2 separate regions of the Manis pentadactyla genome follow, and region 2 is linked to region 1. A link is a contact called in public Hi-C data. All regions are on one chromosome and are shown on one strand. Each heading gives the region's core, a stretch centred on a gene start, on an enhancer-like site or on the middle of the called end of the contact. The rest is flanking DNA. Distances are from core to core; before and after follow the strand shown. Region 1 holds the start of RWDD1 (RWD domain containing 1). Region 2 holds the start of TSPYL1 (TSPY like 1).

Region 1 (6,112 bases), core at 1,837-4,336:
ATCCTTAGGGAATGTCTTTGAAAAGCTACTTTCACAAAATGGCTTCTGCCCCATCTCTAAGATGCAGTTACAGCTGTTAAAAGCTTATGGCTGCTACTTAGAAGTACTGACTGCTACTTAGAAGTACTGACATAATTAAAAGTAGCATCAGGTAGCCTTCTTTGTAAGACCGAACAAAATTAAGGGAACTTAATATTTGGTTAGCCTGAAGCCAACTGATTTGTTCCAACAAAACTCCCCAGGGCCACAGATTTAAATACAGAAATGGAAATAACCAAATTCTACTACCTTAGCAAAACCTTGTCAAATGAAGGAGAATGTGGTGTCAGGAGAGTCCATTAATATTTTGGAAGACTAGTTGTTGGGAGGATTGGATCAATGTGTAATCAAGCTACAGAACAGGCAAAGAGAAGAAACTATATTATGATTTGTTATAATTTACAACAAATGCAACATTGGACCAACTCTTTGCAAATAGTCAAGCAATCAGTTCTGAGGTTAGGCTAGGTCTATGTGCTGGATGGATTGTGCCTCTTCAACATCCCCAAGGGAGTCATGATGTGCTTAACAAAAGCTTCTCTGTCAAGCACTCAGCAATCTCTCTCTCTCTCTCTCTCTCTCTCTCTCTCTCTCTCTCTCTCTCTCTCTCTCTCTCTCCACACACACACACACACACACACACACACACACACACACATATGTATATACACTTCCTTCATTCATGGAACTGATCACTTACCAAATCTAATATTAAATGTAATTTAAAATGAAGTTAGAAAACTACAAATTACTGTTCCTTGGCAAACTGCCACAAGCAAGCTGTCTTTCTTAAACCTGGTACAAAAATATTAAAGTATGAAATCATCAACACAAGAGAAGACTGTAAAACAATAAACCTGCAAATCCTCAAGATTTCAAAAAATGAAACATGGAAACATTCCAAAGACCTCTGAATATTTCTGAGAGATTATAAAGAATATGATCATGAGTAAGGCAAAATTACTAAGGAACTACAAATCAAGACATCTCATTTTAAATATTTATTGTAAAGCTTGAAGGAATGCTGATAGGAATTAGATGGGCTCAGCTGATACTGTGGAATACTTGAATGCATCAAAGATTCATAAATCGTCTTTTATTACCGTGGCTCAGAATCTTCAAGTACTTTTTGCATCTGACAAGAATTTCACACACGGAACTGTCTCAGATTTGTAAGAACCACAAGACTGCTTTAGGGTTAAATATATATCACTTATAAATGCTTATATGCACCGTATTTAATGAGGGATATCTTATATCCAAAGAAATGAAAATAGCACATCTTATGCTTTCTTAACATTGCCTACACACAGTGTTCATGCCTGTTACATTTCCAGTGTACTAGAAATGACCAAATGTCACAATTGAGAATATCCAACAACTGACCCTATATTCTATTTTATTTACACAATGACATATAAGCAAGGATAGAGAAGGGAGCCAGACTCCATACGCACTCACCCAGGTAATGACACTCTCAAACCCCTCTTCACTCATCCCCTTAACATCCTCACAGTACAGGTGCACTGCTGGTGAGAGAGAACATGAACAGGACTGGAGCTATACAAGGATAGCTGAGAGACATCTGCCTGTTGGCAAAGCAGAACAAAATTTGCTACCATTGCAAGCAGTGGTCAAAAGGGGGAACTAAGAAAACTATTAACAATGAGAGGGAGAGAGGTTGGAGTATATGAGTTAAAATAATGTACTATTACACTGTGTTCTAACAATCGATCATGCACAACAAATGAAGGAATGGGGAATGTCCCACAACCTGTGCTCTACTTGAGTATACTGGCTTCATTTGATCACTTCTCAAAAACTGAGTGTAATGTGAAAGAAGCCATATTATTGATATGGTTATCTTGCTGCATTTTCAGAATCATCTGAAGCGCGTCTTAATACATAAGTATTCTCTCCCTTTTAAATAGACCTAATGAACTTCTCATTACTATTTTACTGTAGCCCGACCTGCCATGTAATCTCGGTTCCCCGTCATCCCAGCTGGAGCGAGATCCCAAGTCCCACATGTCTGGGCCAAGGAATGTGAAGGCGCAGGAAAGGCGTTCCAGACCTAATGCTTAGTACCAGTCCTGTCGCCAACCCGCTGGCCGACCCAAAGCAAGTCACTTAACTTCCTGAACTTTCATTACCTTGCCTGCAGCAAGAGGAGTCCCGGTGGAAGATGTCTAATACCCCTGCCAGTCTAACAACCTGCGATTCTACAGTAGAACTGGGATTTGCGCTACATCAATGCCAGATCATAAAGCAAGAAAGAAAAGAAAAACCACAAACTTGAGGGACAATGTTACTCTTAAAGTTCTGGGTAACTCTGAGAAGAACACTCTGACTCCCATAAACTTCAAAACACCGTCCTACGAAAAACAGCTTCTACCTGAATAAAGTTGAAAAATGTGAAAACTGACACCTTTGCAGCTCTGGAAAGAGCTATTCCCACTTGGCATTTTTATCTGTTTTCGCGCTATTTCACTAAACCTCGGGTTGCCGTAAATTACATAGAAACCAATGTGCCCCTATCCAATCCCAGGCCTGACACTCTCCAGGGACCTCGCCAGCCTTGTCCAGACTCCTAGATTTCGGGGAACGGACGGGGAAAGGTAAACAATCGCGGTTACTCCTAAGGGCCTGAACACGCTGGGGGAACTTGAGGAGAGAGCAACGGGCCGGCGGCCACGCGGCCTCGCTGTGCCGTCTCCTCCTGGGCCGGGAGGCTATGGGCGGCGGCGGCTCCGGCCCGGCCCGTCCCACTGCACCCCGGGCGGCTGCGGCCGGCGCCCGCGGGGTTCACCTGTGAAGGAGTCGGGGTAGATGGACTCCAGAGCCTCCAGCTCGTTGCGCTGCTCCTCGCCGTAATCTGTCATCGTGGCCCTCGCTGCTGCCCATGGACGACCAGACACGCAGGCGGCGCTCCGCGTCGGGCCACCGCCGCGCCGGGACCAGGCGCAGAGTCCGCAGCAGGGAGCCTGGGGCCCAGGGTCTGGCCGGGCCTCCTAAGCAACAGCCCGCCGCCGGCCACAGCCTGCTCGCTAGCTCGGCGTTCGACTCATTGAGCCTGGCCGGCTGGGCACTGAGTTGCCGCCTGTCCCAAGCCCACTCGGGATCTGCTGGGACGATGACGGCAGCCGGTCTGGCATTCGCTACAGACACCTCGGTCCTGTTCCTTGGGTTTTTCAGGGCCTGCGCCAGCGAAGCCACTCCTCGCGGCCTCCTCGCTCGATGTATCGAGGCTGGCGCCGGGGCTGGACGGTGTTGCCGCGGCGGGACTTGGGGGCGCCCGTAAACTCCGTCGCTTCCGGCTTCCGGTTTGCGATCGGGTAGTTGGCCAGGGGCGGGCGAATGTGCAGCTCGTTGTCGACTGATAGTGAGGTTCGGGTGGTTCTGCGCTTCTGGATCCCCGGTTCCTTGGTGTCCCGCGGCTGCTGGGCGAGCGGCCGAGACCAGCGTCGAGTGCCTGCGCAGAGGAGCGGAAGCTTCGCTAGCGCGTCGGGCGGGTTCGGAAGGGTCGGCTCGACCCGCTCGTTAGCCGGGCGGAGTCGGTCGCAGGGAGAAACCGAAGGGAACTCCGGAGATTTGGGTTCTTGAGTCACATCTCGAGGCTTCGCTTTTCACTTTGTAAAGTAAACACGGCTGGACATAGAGCTAAATGTCTGTGATTATTTCTGTGAAGTGGTGAAGGGTGTGTAGATTTCAGTAGCATTCTTGATAAACAGCGTAAATAAGTATCCATAGGAACCTTTGATTTGGGAGAATAAAACTGAGGAAGTAACACTTAAAATATATGCCTCAATTATCTCCAAGTTCGTCACAGGTGTCACAAAGAAAATTTTCAAAGCCCCTGGCAAAACCTAAGAAAATGGCTAAAACATTGTACTAATATGAGAAGTATGTTGAAGAACTATTTACAGTTACGTTTACAATAAAGAAACAGCTGTTAAGTCAAAAAGATGTGGAAAGTGTAATAAAATACTGCAACGTATCCGAGTTAAACACTTTTTTTATATTTTCCTTTGTTCCTGTATATTAAAACTGGGTTCACTTTTGTAGTGGGGGAAGTAAGAAACTGTTTTGAAATAAGGAGCGCCCTAATTATGAAGGCTGAAGTTTTCTCTTGTTCACATAATAATGTTCCATGGACCAGAAGGCATCTTGACCTGTTATGCGAAGTATTGCTTTCTTATAGCAGAGGAACACATTAAAACAAAGCATTCCAGTATATTTTGGTACTGATTATTTAATACTTAAGTATTAAGGTTTGAGGCATTCTTTTAAACTTCCAGGGAAAAACTGGAAAACGCTCCTGATGATGGTGAGAATCAAATAAAATATATGAGGTAGCTTTGCAAACATAAAATGCTTATTTTTTTGAATATCGTCAGTTCAGAGAAGTCAATGGTTTGTTGCCAGAGAAAGCTGGACAGAGGGAACAGCTAGTGCTACTGTCCTAAGAGGCAAGCCCGCTATCATTTGGAAGCCATGTGAGAGATGCAGTTAAGCTGGGAGGTGGGGGAATTTACAGATCTTGTACGATCATTGAAGGGTTTAAATGAAAGAATGACGATATGACTCCTTTAATTTACAGAAAGACCGCCCCTGATACCAAGTGTAAATACACTTAAGGGCAACAAAGTCTGGAAGACCAATTAGGAGGCTTTGGCAATAGTCCAAGCAGAAGACAATGGTGACTTGGACTGGTAAGATGGAAGTGGTAAGACTGGTCAGATTCTGGATACACACTGAAGGTAGAGTTATCAGAGTTTGATGTGGGCTGCAAGAAAAGAGTTAAAAATGATTTTTTTCTAGAACAACTGTATAGAAGTTCTTTTGGCCAAAATGACAGGTGAAAAGATAGTATGAATTCGGCAAGAAAGTTAGTAACACTTTTAAATAATTCACTGACCAAAGAAAAAAAGTGAAATTTTAAAACTGTTGTCCTAACTGATGATAAAAACACAGCCTATCAGAACAGATGAGATGCAGCAGAACAATTTAAGGTATGAGAAAAAGGTTGATAACTGGCTGCAGGTTTTAATTTAGTAAATGGAGTGTGCCTTTACTTGCCTTACTATTTTATTAGAATTTTTGGTAAAATAACCTTTGAAACCTGCTACATTTTTGCTGTTAAGCCTTCATATTTCAGAATCCTCAAGTGGGTTTTTGTTGTTTTTAAAAACTGAAGATAACTTCCTAAGGGAGTTCCAGTGCTAATGTATTCAAGAGAACACACCCTGATGGCAGCTGACCTGGCATTCTCTATGGACACCTAGATCCTGTTTTTCTTTTTTAAACCTGCATGAGCATCACTAAGTTTTTTGGTTCTCTAATTTCAGTTCAACAATGACAGAGACACTTTACAGAATATAGGAAGGCCTTTAACTTCCTGAAAGTGAAGAGTTTTTATGAAGCAAACTGCATTCCTTTTAGTGTTTCATTTTTAATTTATAATTAAAGTTGTTACAGGACAATGTATTCAAGCTTTGCTGGTAGGCAAATAGTGTAGTGAGAACAACCATAATGGGATCTGGAGCCAGATGGGAGAAGCCCAGCCTTAGCTGCTTATAAGCCAAATAAGCTGCTAGGATTTTTCAGGTAACATGAAATAATGTATATGAAAACACGTTGCAAATTCTAAAGTAGGAAGGATATCAGTGTTATTTGTAATTTTTAAATATATATAACATCCTCTGAAGGATTTCATTTTCTGTTGCTGATATCTATTCATCTTTATTACTAAAGAAAAATGTCCCACAGAGATTCCTCTTACTCATTAGTATTCATCTAAGTTTCTTCCACAAATAATTGGAACTCACAGTTGCTATTTCCTAATATTATCAGTCTTTAAAAAAAATTTTGCTTTAAATTTTGGTTTAAAAAATTTTGGCACACTTCTGCCCCTAGGAGTTTTCTAGGCAGTTTCACTACTCTGACGGACAGAATTTAGAATTCCCTATTTGGAGGTTAATCTTAACTTTCAAACAGTTCATTGTGGCTAAGGTTTCATTCAGTCAGATGACTCATCACCAGTCATAAATACAAACAGCCATATGAAATTCTC
Region 2 (6,112 bases), core at 2,590-5,089, 310 kb after region 1:
AAAAGTCCTTCCATCATAAACCAGACGTACCACTTTCTGAAAGGCCAGTTGCTCCCTCTAGTGGGAATCAATGGGAATACCATACTCACCAAGTAGAGAGCGATCATCAGCAAGATCTGCACCTTCCTTACAGGTTTTGTGGAAATTTGTGGTGTTTTGCTTATTACAAAGAATGAAGGTTGTTATTGGCTTTCATTAAGTGGGGTCAAGAATGCTAGTATCATGCATCATCAAAAAATTCTGAGGGGGAAAGCCCACTTTTATTTATTCAGCAGAGCCTGGAATTTAACATTATTTTACATACGAATACAGAACTCAACCAAAGTTTGGTCACCATGGCAGAAAATCTCATCAGCATAAGTAATGCTACTGATGGCATTTGAGCCATGAGTAAAACCTATCTATATCAGTTTCCATCCATGGTGACTATATCAACAGGGTTAACTTCCTTACATCATATGTGTGTTAGTACTTTACATATTGGAACAGACACTATTATAAATTACTTTTATTTCTCTTCTATATCAGTCATTATATTCATGTTTTCTATTAGGTTTATAAGTGGATAATGTTATCTATGAATTTCATTTCAAGAAAGTTAAGACTGTTTTAGAAAATGTTATAAAAAGGTAACATTGGGTCTGATAGGGTTTAGAATTTAGGGATCATGAATAACTGCCTTTCCTTTAAACAGAATGCACATCCTTGGGCACTTTCCTAACTAATATTAACATGCTTTCAGATAGGGGAGTAGAGGAGGAGGCAGAAAATTGTGTATTCTTTTAATTCATTTAAATGAGGATAGTTTTATGCTCTTCTTTTAAGAAGTGACTTCACATTTTGTTCAGAGCATGAACTCCTGAATAAACTACCTGGATTCAAATCTTGGGTCTACCATTTGTATGTCCTTTTGAGTAAATGACTCAGTCTCTTTGCCTCAGTTTCCCAGTGAGTAAAATGAATGTCATTATAGCATTACCTCACACGGTTCTTATGAGAACTAAATGATTCAATACATAGGATGGTATTTACCACAGTGTCTGGTATATATCAGAAGCAATAAGACATGAAAGATATCACTAATATAACCAGAAAATGTATATTTCTGCAAAACAAAAATGTATAAACTGGTGCTAACCTCCTTATCACCTGAGAAGTCATTCCTAAAGAATCTGATTCCTTGATATGGTGGATAATAACTTCATGGTTTTTGTGAATGTTTTCTTACAAATTCATATTAGAAAAGATTAGGCTATCTTTTGGGCAGTGAGATTTATTACCGAATGCCAAGGAAATGCTCTGTAATGTATAAATGTATCTTATATTCCAAAATGCAAAAAGGTAATATATGAAGCACAGCTAAAATATATTTCCCTATCAAATAAAATATATACCAGTATAGACACACTATATTAGTGTTTGTAAGATCATTTAATGTTTTATTTTACTCAAATCAACAAATATTATTAATGATCAACCAAAATCTCAGCTGCATGCTATGCTAAGCAAATAAAAAGAAGAAACATTGTACTCCTACCCTTGGGGTGATGTTGGCATGATGAGACTACATGTATGTAACAACCAGAGCCACTAAGAGAAAGTGAATAATCAATGCTAAATTGCATGGCACAATTCATAAAAGAGTTGTAGGAATTCAGAGGAGGAAGATATTGAGTCCTAGCATGCTAGGAAGCCAAGCCAAGAAAAAGGACAATGTTTCTTTAAGGCTTTAAGAACACAGAGGAATCACAGGGTGCTTGAGGGCAATGTAACAATGTACCCGGCACACGGACCCAGTGATATGGAACAGCTTGTTGATCATAGTCGTGTAGGCCCGTTAGTTTACAATAGAGTATCCGGATACCCTTTAGTGAGATAGGTTAAAACATAACTAGCATTCTGGCTGAACCTATAGTACACTAACAGCTCCCACTGCAACAGTCCTGGGGGCTGACTCTCCTTTACCCTAGTAGTGAAAGTAAAAGGCATGGCCTCCCTGCGCTCGGGGCTCAGCCTTTGGATATGAACTCACTGAGCTAGTGCTAGCACTAATTAACTGCTTCTCGCCTAACGTCCCGGTGTCCCGACTCCTTGTTCGTAATTCCTGCAGTTCCTGCAACAGTAGGGTGGTAAGGAAAGTTGCACCTAGGAAAGGGGAAGGAAAATGCAGCAGTTATTATATGATAACCTTGATTAAGTTACTTAACCTCAAAAACTTGACAATTTAATGCATGTAATATGCCTAGCACATTCTAAAGCAAGATAGGTTTGTGGTGTGGCCTTAGGGAATGGACAGTACTGCCTAAAAAGAATGTTTCAGAATAGTGGGATAACTTGTGCCATGTATAAGAGACACATATCCCTTTTAAGACTTTAGGTTCAAAAAGACAAGAAAAAAGTTCTACATGTTATAGTCCTACTAATTTTTTTGTGGCAAATAGCAATCACATTTTTGTTCCTGCATGTAAAATAACTCCTTGAGCACATGAGACTTGGTGCAGGTTGAACTCCTGGACAGCTCCTTCTTACAAGCAAAGATTCTTTTAAAAGAAGTCATGGTGTAGCATAGACATACCTACTTTTCCTTCTAAATCCTTGCTTCTTTCTGGCCTTGTATTCAAAAGTGATCATAACCTGGACTCTCTATATTCCATAACAACGAATTATAATCACACTTATTTCTCTACTGTGATTTTCAGATAATTAACATTAGAAGAAATTTAAGTTTCTCCTAATTTTCTGTACATATTCAATCAAATATTCTATATAATGTTTTTTCCAAATTTAATGACAAAAAGAGAAAGGGTTCCTCCAAGTATCTTGGTATTGTCTAGGCAAACTACTCAGCGGAATCTTGGTTACAATTTACATGCACTATCTATCACTGGAGTCTTTCCTAACATTGTCTGTTAGAGAACTAATTAATTAATTATACTTGTGCTTCCTTATCTGCTTCAACCGGCTTTTCTTCATAAAAATGGTGGTGGGCGGGATCCCCACACCCCCAACTCCCCAGTGGTATTTCTCTGAGGTCTTGTAGCTATTTAACACCATTTTGCCTCCTAAGTCAACAAACTAAAACAACCAGAGTTTGTTCCTCTTAAATAATTCTAGGAGCTGATTGCTATGAACGGACAGCGCACTATCGACAACATTTCCTACCTCCCAGCAGAACTAAATTCGTTAACAGGTTCAGTTTATGGGACTGGGAATAGCTTTTCTATTTTCTGCAGTGAGGGGCCATGGAGCAAGATTTAGCAAATTGATCCTGGCTTCCTTCCTGCAGACATTATGCAGCACAAACTCTTCTTTGATGCATATTATAAATTTAGGGCTAACAAGGGGATTATTATATGCATCACTGTAGTGACAAAAAGCCGGGGAGTAGCTCGCTCTCCCAGTAATGTTAGAGGCTAGAAGTGATATTTTCAGATCATTTTTACTTGAGGAAAGGGAAACCCTTTGCTATTCATCTTAGTTTTTAAAAAAAAGACTAGATTTTTCCTCCTGGCCGTTATGAAGTAACGGAATGGAAACCCAGAAAAATTCGTTTCAGTGCCAGCAGGCAGTGTAGTACTGTGAGCCCTACAACTGACCCCAGCCTACAGGCTGGAGGCAGTTTCCAGAACTATCTCAGGGAGGGTCCTCACTGCTTTCAGTCTCTGGTTCGATCTACATTTGTTTGCGTAAATCAGATTATCGCTCCACCCGATTAATTCGTATAAACAAATTTAAGGGAAAGCACTCAGGCACCATAAGCCACTGCGGAAACAGTCCCGGGAGCCGCGAGTTCTCGCGTTAAGACTGTGATATACAGTCTTGACGTCATCGTCACGGGGACGTTCGCGATACTACAGGGTAGGCGGAGCTTGCGGTCGTTTGTGAGCAGCGCGGCATCTGTGAGGTAAACAGCAGTCATCCTTACTTGGTTTGGGTGCTGCGACCATGAGCGGCTCGGGTGGGGTCGAGAGGACGCCTCTCCCCCAGACCCATAGTCTCACTACGCTCGACCGTCCCGCCGGAGACACGGATCCACATAAGTGCCAGAAGCGACTCGAGGAAGCTGAGGCGTCACAGGTGATGGCGGAGGCGGGTGAGGAAAGCCGGGAGGCGGTTTCGCTCCCAGTGGGAGCGCGCCACTACCCCGCGGACGGCGGCCGTGCGCCCCAGGTCCGAAGCGGTGGAGATCGAGGTCATGTAGCGACCACAGCGGGCCAGGAGGAGGCCCTGTCTCTCACCGCGGGCGAGGGAGCCGTGTCTGTGTCCGTGGCAACGGACAGCAGCCTGAGAAATGGATGTCAGTGTGGAGAGCCAGGCGGCCTGGGTCGCGGGCAGACCCTAGAAATCCGTGGCGCGGAGAGGTCGGCGTGTGAGGTGTTGGCTGAGGCCGAGGCCGAAGCCGAGGAAATGAAGACTGGGAAGTGTACCGTCTTCTCAGTAGCAGTGGGTGAGGAGGTGGTTGAGAAGGAAAGAGTGAAGGAAGAGAAGGCTGTGGAACAGAAGATGGAGGTAGAGGAGAAGCCAGTAGGTGAAGAAGTAGAAATGGAGGAAAACAAGCTTGTGGAGGAGGTGGAGGAGGAGGCAGGGCCCCAGCTCCTGAATATGGATCTCCGCATGAACCCTTTGGAGGCCATCCAAATGGAACTGGACACTGTGAATGCGCAGGCCGACAGGGCCTTTCAGCAACTGGAGCATAAGTTTGGAAGGATGCGTCGACATTACCTGGAACGGAGAAATTACATCATTCAGAATATCCCGGGCTTCTGGGTCACTGCCTTTCGGAACCATCCTCAGTTGTCCCCCATGATTAGGGGCCAAGATGCAGAGATGTTAAGATACATAACCAATTTGGAGGTGAAGGAACTCAGACACCCTAGAACTGGCTGCAAGTTCAAGTTCTTCTTTCGAAGAAACCCCTACTTCAGAAACAAGCTGATAGTCAAGGAATATGAAGTCAGAGCCTCTGGCAGAGTGGTCTCTCTCTCCACTCCAATCATATGGCGTCCAGGCCATGAACCACAGTCTTTCATTCGCAGGAACCAAGGTGTCGTCTGCAATTTCTTCACCTGGTTTTCGGATCACAGTCTTCCAGAGTCAGACAAGATTGCAGAGATTATTAAAGAGGACCTGTGGCCAAATCCACTGCAATACTACCTGCTGCGTGAAGGAGTCCGTAGGCCCAGACATCGCCCAATAAGGGAGCCAGTGGAGATCCCCAGGCCCTTTGGGTTCCAGTCTGGTTAAACTCTTCCCTTGTGAAGGCTCCTGCACAAGGTCTTCCACCACCTCTTGCTTGACCTGTGCTTGGGGCAACAGAAATGGGTATGCCTTTTTTTTCCCCTGACATTTCTGCAACTTTTAATTTCTGGACATTCAGTTCTGGCAACCTCAAGAATGACATTTTGTGGCCATGTTCTTCATTTCCACATGGCCTTCATACTGTTCTGCATTCCTACCACATGTTGCATGACCATGCATCACAGCACTCCTAAGCAAAGCAAAGCAATGCTGTAAATTGCACTGCCTTTATCTGCACTGCTTGAACCCTGTTTGTTCCCATGCCTTTGATCTGGCTCTGTCTAGGACTGTGTTCCACCCACTTTGTTTTGCAGTATAGGCATGTAACCTGTGGACAATTGGAGGGAAGAAAGGAGATTTGAAAGAGCAGCAGTAGGCCACTTGGCCTGTGTGACTTATGTGACTCCATTGCTCTTATATCTCTGGTCACCTATTGCTGCCTGCTACTGGCTATGCTCACCTTGGCTGCTACCTACTAGATGAACATCTTCTAGATCATTGTCAGCCCCACACTTTGGTTTCTGGTAAATAAGAATCTCCAGAACTGTTGGTGGACCCAGGTTTCTTGCCAGCATACAAAAGTCCCTTCATTACTCTCCCCAAAAGACCTCTTCCTGATTTCTTACCCCCCTCTTCTCTCCACCCCATCATCCGGGAACCCTACTAATTGACAGGCAAGTGGTTGAGATGACAAGTTGGACCTTGTCCAGGTACCCCCTTTATGCCTGCTCTCCTCATTCTGAACATGATGAAGTGCCAGGTGGCAGTCACTTTCTGTCTCCTGTCTCTTAAAAGTGATAGCTCAGAAACATCT

The links. Hi-C and Micro-C count contacts between places; a contact is called where the count stands out from the background.
Region 2: a Hi-C map of blood shows a contact between it and region 1, with 3 times the contacts expected there. The contact joins the promoter of TSPYL1 here to the promoter of RWDD1 in region 1. A contact is called at or near these places in 3 of 3 Hi-C or Micro-C datasets (blood, fibroblasts and skin fibroblasts).

What each region holds. Positions count from the first base shown.
Region 1 is chr12:73,916,279-73,922,390 of mManPen7.hap1, forward strand. RWDD1 (RWD domain containing 1) reads right to left here and starts at 3,087. Exons shown (of 6, transcript XM_036893555.2): 1 at 2,849-3,087. The region is part of intron 2 of CALHM4 (calcium homeostasis modulator family member 4); the gene reads right to left.
Region 2 is chr12:74,221,016-74,227,127 of mManPen7.hap1, forward strand. TSPYL1 (TSPY like 1) reads left to right here and starts at 3,840. Exons shown (of 1, transcript XM_036893543.2): 1 at 3,840-6,112. The coding sequence starts at 3,946. The coding sequence ends at 5,244.